Regions from separate parts of the Xenopus tropicalis genome. Here region 1 is linked to region 2. A link is a contact called in public Hi-C data. All regions are on one chromosome and are shown on one strand. Each heading gives the region's core, a stretch centred on a gene start, on an enhancer-like site or on the middle of the called end of the contact. The rest is flanking DNA. Distances are from core to core; before and after follow the strand shown. Region 1 holds the start of rps19bp1 (ribosomal protein S19 binding protein 1). Region 2 has its middle 13 kb from the start of mief1.

The links. Hi-C and Micro-C count contacts between places; a contact is called where the count stands out from the background.
Region 1: a Hi-C map of liver shows a contact between it and region 2, with 5 times the contacts expected there. The contact joins the promoter of rps19bp1 here to the enhancer-like site in region 2. A contact is called at or near these places in 5 of 5 Hi-C or Micro-C datasets (brain, gastrula embryo, liver and 2 more).

Annotation. Positions count from the first base shown.
Region 1 is chr4:121,080,043-121,082,944 of UCB_Xtro_10.0, forward strand. It overlaps rps19bp1 (ribosomal protein S19 binding protein 1), which reads right to left and starts at 1,409. Exons shown (of 4, transcript NM_001044432.1): 1 at 1,345-1,409; 2 at 919-1,083. The coding sequence starts at 1,399.
Region 2 is chr4:121,009,706-121,012,766 of UCB_Xtro_10.0, forward strand. No RefSeq gene overlaps it. Among named protein-coding and RNA genes, the nearest start is that of mief1, 13 kb to the right of the region's middle. Within about 2 kb of position 1,441, at least 6 of the 11 cell types and tissues checked have an H3K27ac peak or open chromatin away from gene starts, as enhancers often do. A contact at or near this core is called in gastrula embryo, liver and neurula embryo, where this site is marked.

The DNA of each region.
Region 1 (2,902 bases), core at 159-2,658, 70 kb after region 2:
TCTGAAATGCAAACTCTTGTTTCTTCAAAGATTCCCGCTGCGTGTGCCTGCACCCAGCCAATTCAATAGTTCTGGCAAGAAAGGAGGCTGATGCCAGTGCTGGAGCTGATTCTCAGTCTAGGTTTTTCTGCATTATGAGAATCCGCCTGGTGTGGCATCAGCTTTAAAGGAGACATATTGGATAAATGGGGAAAAACAATTATTTTGTAGGCAATTATGAATAATATACGGTGCTGGTTTCCCTTTGGGCTAAACATTAACCCTATCTGTAACAATGGCCCCCTTATTGGAGCTCCCTATAGATCCTATCACGTCTCCGTCCAGTGTGAAATGAAGAGTGGGCGTGTCCCAACGGTCCCTGCCAGATGCACAGTAGTTAGGAGAAAGCCAATCACAGCCCGCAGGAAGTGGAACAGATGGGCGGGGCTAGTGGAGTTTTGATGGAATTTCTCAATAAATCAGTCAGAAACACAACATTTTTAAGCACAATCCTTCTATATTTAGAGGAGTATAATTTACTGGTACATTCTTAGTTTTTATAGGATATGTCTCCTTTAAACTACTGTTTTCTATGGGTAACCCTTTAGATCACTCAAGTGATTACAAAACTGGCACTTATATTGTAGTGTCACCCACTGTCACCTACAGCACTTATATTTGCCTATTTGTGTCTGTTAGTTACCCTCCCATATAGATTGTAAGCTCTACGGGGCAGGGACCTCCTTCCTCTTGTGTCCTCGACTCTTAACTTATTGCAGCTGTATTTATTGTTATACTTTCTATTTATCTATTATCTTATTAACCCCCTGTTTGTATTAATGTATTCTACTGTACAGCGCTGCGTATATAAGTAGCGCTTTATAAATAAAGATATACATACATACAAAGCAAGGCAGTGGGATGACATATAATGCTCACCTACAGCGGACCGTATCACCCTGCCTTTAGCAGTTGCTTTCTGGTCGTGCCGCAGTCCCTGCTGCTTCAGCCGCCGCAGTTGCTTTCTCATGCCGGTTTTGCTGCTGGAAAGGCAGGGCTTCGGCTTGCTGCTTGAGTTTCTTTTCTTGGAGCTTGACTCTGCACCTGTACAGGTTAAAGGGGAATGGTACAGGTCACACAACTTTGTACTTTTCTTTACAGTAAAAACCATCACTCATTGAACATTGCGCATTATTTGCAACTTGTGATAAGAATCTTGAGCCCATACATATTGCTGGACTACAACTTCCAGAAGGCTTTTAGCCTTATTTATATGTTGTTAAATGCTGGGGGTGGAAATTCATGTTTACACGGATACGTCCCCTACAGTGCCCCTTCCAAACTAGGCAATTGCCCTATCCTTACCGCTCCTTTCCTCCCTAAGCAAATCCAAGCCTTTCCTGAGCAGTGACACAGACATCCCCGCGGCTCCCGGTTCCAATGCACGCGTGCTTAAAATAAACAACTTCCGGCAGGCTCGGCACGCCACTTCCGGCTTAGCCGCGTACACTTCCTTAAATAACCCTTGTCTCTTAGTAACTGCGGCTGAGTTTATTTCCGCTTGCGTAGGACGGGGGGAGGGGCTTGCGTAGGACGGGGGGAGGGGCTTGCGCACGACTTCTGTATTTTCAGAAATTCCTGTCACACGGGTGCCAAACACTCCGTGCGATACGAGTTGCGCCCCTTTGTGTTTTCCTTTGAATGTACATTTTATATAGAACGTTTTGTTCACTAGCCCTGTGGGCAAATGTGTCACTTTTGCTTCATAATAATGCGGTACTTTGTTCACTTTGAGTTAATGTTCGTAGGGGATTCAATTCCCGCGCAAACTTAGAATGAGAGGCTGCCTGTAAAATGTTTCCCGCAGTAATATTCAGTTCAATCCCGCTTAGCCATCAAGCCGTTCTCTAGTTCCAGGGATGTAGAGCAGGGGGAATGGAGTTTTCAGTTTGAGCCTAACTATATGGCTTTCTGGTATATTTAAGTATACAAGAAGTTTGCCCTATGTCTGAGGGAAGGCTGAGCCCCCCCCCCCCCCCCCATACAGCTTTAACCCCTTCACTACAGCTTTACCCCCCCCCCCCCACAGGGAGCAACTTTATTAGCTTGTGTTGTGTGAAGTAACCCGCAATCACAACTGAAACACTTTTTATTTTACTTAAAGTGGACCTGTCACCCAGGCATAAAAAGCTGTATAATAAAAGTCCTTTTCAAATTGAATATGAAACCCAAACTCATTTCTTTATTAACACATCCATACCCATTATAAAAGCATTTAAAAATCCCAACTGTCAATCATATATTGCCTGCCCCACCTCTATGCCTTAGGCATAGGGGTGGGGCAGGCAGTTACTTTCACTTTCAATTCAGAACTTCTTAGATGTCACTGTACTCCTCACATTCCCCCTCCCTCCTCACCATCTAATTGTGTAACCAGTGCATGGGCATCAGGTCCCCCCATACAGGCACAGAAACAAGATTTTGGGGTGATACAAAGCTTGCCTAAACAGTGTCCACAAAATGGCACCTCCCTGCTTGCTGCAACTGTGAATTCCAAGACTGAAGAAAATAAGATTAAACTAATTTATATGGTGTAAATTAAATGTATTTTGCTTGACAAACACAAGTGAAAACAATCTGGAATTATTTCTTAGGGTGACAGGTCCCCTTTAAAGGAACAGTAACACTAAAAAATAAAAATGTTTTAAAATAATTAAAATATAATGTACTGTTGCCCTGCACTGGTAAAAGTTGTGTGTTTGCTTCAGAAAGACTACTATAGTTTATATAAATAGCTGCTGTGTAGCCATGGGGGCAGCCATTTAAATTGAAAAAAGGAGAAAAGGCCCAGGTTACATAAGAAGATAACAGATAAACTGTGTAGAATACAATGGGAATCTTTTCTCCTTTTTTCAATTTAAAT
Region 2 (3,061 bases), core at 191-2,690:
TCAGAAAACTACTGTTCTGAAAATGCCCATTTCCCTGCAAACTGGAGGCTGCATCACTCTAGGGCCAACACAGACTTGAATAAATCCCACTGCAAAGTCCATATTGTGTTGCCAAAGCTCATGAACTGTACTTTTCTATAATTACCGCCTGCCCCAAGTAGGTGTTCATTTTTGCACAGACTAATGCGATATTTAGCTAGTTAAAATTAACGCATTCAGTTGCGCGCTATTTAATGCACGCAATATGCGACTTAACGCATGCGATAATACTTTAGCAAATTTTTTAGAGTCAATTTTAACGCAAAAAAGCATGCAATAACACTTATCGCACTTTTGTGAATCAACCCTTATGTCTGTCTTATTATCTGCTTTCTTGTGGGAGTAGAACAAGAGAAGGGATATGAAAGGTCACAAGGAAAGTGTAATCAGAAAGTCTGAGAACAATATGTCTCATGCAAGCTAAAACTGCTTATGAGGAACCACTTTATAATGTGGACTAGTCAAGATTTGAATGAGTGGGTGTTCTCTACCAAAGACGTAGTAAGGTACACCTTGGTGTATATGTTGATTGTATTGCCATATTCCCACCAGCATTCTCGATGGGTACTGTAGCCTGAAGTGGGACTGGGATTCAGTCTGGACTGGGATTCAAAGTAGTTCTTGGCATACAAGGTGAACAGAGGCCTAAACAGCCCCCGTCAGCCCAATAAATAGTGAATAGTGACTATAGCATCTTACAGCAGCCCCTCTGGCATTAGTCAAACTCCTCAGATTGCCTGAACGTAGGAATAAAGGCTCTTCTGCCTACTGAACCATGCCTGACTGAGGATTACAGAGGTGACTGCTGCAGATCCTTACTATGTACCTAATGGCACCTGTGCTGCCAGAGCTATCCTAACTGTCTGCGCTATCCAAACTAGCTATGAATGTGTAAGTTCATACACATCCCAGGAAAAGTCCCTCCTCCACAACAGACAAAAACCTATTGTGATGGGTTTGCCTAGCTAACACTCAGTGAGACCAATAGCACCACCAACATCAATCTTGGCTGGATCATGTAAAGGGAAAGAGACCTGTCATTCTCTCTTGACTACACTGAACAGTGAACATACCAAACCATGCATAATGAAACAGTGAGGGAAAAGAAAACAAATGACAGCACCAAGAGACAATGCCCCCCACTTATTCAAACAGAGCGTGGAAAACTGGAGAAAAGAAAAAATGATCCCTCAAAGCTGATAACATCTAAGGAAATGTATAAGTGAAGGCTACACTGGCACTTCATGGATACTTAGAAGCCACATTGCCCTCAAACAAGTATACTTTAGCAATCCCGAGAAGAACTTAGCCGAGACTGTGTCAATACTTGCTGGGATTTAATCCCTGCACTGTTCTCTAAACTGCTGGTGCATTTACCAATTGAGCCACTGGAGGTCCTTTGTGCAGCCCAGTTTGTTTAATAAAGTGGAACTGGCTTCTGTTATCGGCCCTCCACCATGTAGGCCTGAAAAATTCCAGCCCTCAATACCACAGACGCTGCACAGCACTGCCCTAAACTATCCCAATGAGATCCTTTCTCCGATAACTGATCCCTCAGGTTACAGGATTGTGAGAAATTCCTCATCAGCAGTGCATTTCCGGCGAAACCTAAGGCCCTGACCTCAGAGAACACTTGTTAAAATATTTGTGGTTTGATGTGTCTGCCTTTAACATGGAGTTCTCTACAAACAGTTTGTAATAAATCCGTCACAGTACAAATCCTCTTAACTGTCAACCACAGATCCAAAATAATGGCATTAAGAAAGGTATTCATTCCATTTCTCCTACATAATGTTTTTTAGGGTAGTGCTCCACACTTTGTAAATGACCCTTTATATGCCACGTAGTGTTTTTTATACTATTGGAACCCTTTACCGAGCACCCGAGGTATGTTATGTAAAGGTGTGCCATCCTTTGTGTATATATATATATATAGAGTAGCTGTAGAGAGAGTCCGCACTCACAGGTCTTAAGAAAATATAGCACTAAAATATAGCACTAATCGGTGCCGTTGCTTTTGCTCTGTATGGAGCGCAGAGTCCCCTCCCACGGCCATACCATTGCACCGACATCTTTCCTTTCTCATTACCTCACTCTGTCCTCTCTACTTTGTCTCTCCTCAGTTACTATTTTACATCTTTCTCTTTTCTTCCCATCTGCCTCTTCTATTCCCTTTGTCCTAGCTTTACTACAAATAAGCGTACCGATTCCCCATAAGGCACACCATATAATGCATTATTTGACAGTCATGTCAGTCATGTCAGGCAATACATGCTGCACAGAACAGACATGTTACTTACTCATTTTCAGCAACTCCTTGATGTATATTTGCCCTACTGTCCCTCATTATTTCTTATTCCTTGGGCCAGTTCGATTTTGTACATTTATAAACTTATAACTTGGGGATGTCTTTGCGACATGTGTGAGTTGCAGTTCAGCACTAGATACATATGCGGGCTTTTTTAATACACACCCACTTTTCCTTTCCCCTGACAGTCCTTTTGTTTGTGTTCTATGCCTAATCCATATTATCTTAACATTTTTTGTTGATTCAATGTGTTTTGAGAGCGGTTTTTCACACTGTATGCTAATGTATTCACACCTATGACGTCATTGTTTGGCGCCAAATTCGTTTTTTTCAGTGCACCATTGTTTGTTTCACATTGTCTTTGAGAAAGGCTGTGGATGCAGCCGAAACGTTAGATGTTGATTTGAATAAAACCTCTATATTTTCTTAAGACCTGTGAGTACGGACTCTCTCTACAGCTACTCCATCTATTATTTTGGGACTGCACCCAGGCTCCCTTGGACCTACTTATACGTGAGTGCCTGTCTTTTTGCAATATATATATATATATATACTGTGTATATATATATAATACACAAAAATCGGCACTCACCACATCAAAAACACTCGCCGGGTGCTGACCAGAAAAATAGAAAGCACATTGATAGAAAGCACTCACGGCATCCAAATATAGGAAAAAATCTGTTTATTAAATCACCGCATCTACGCGTTTCG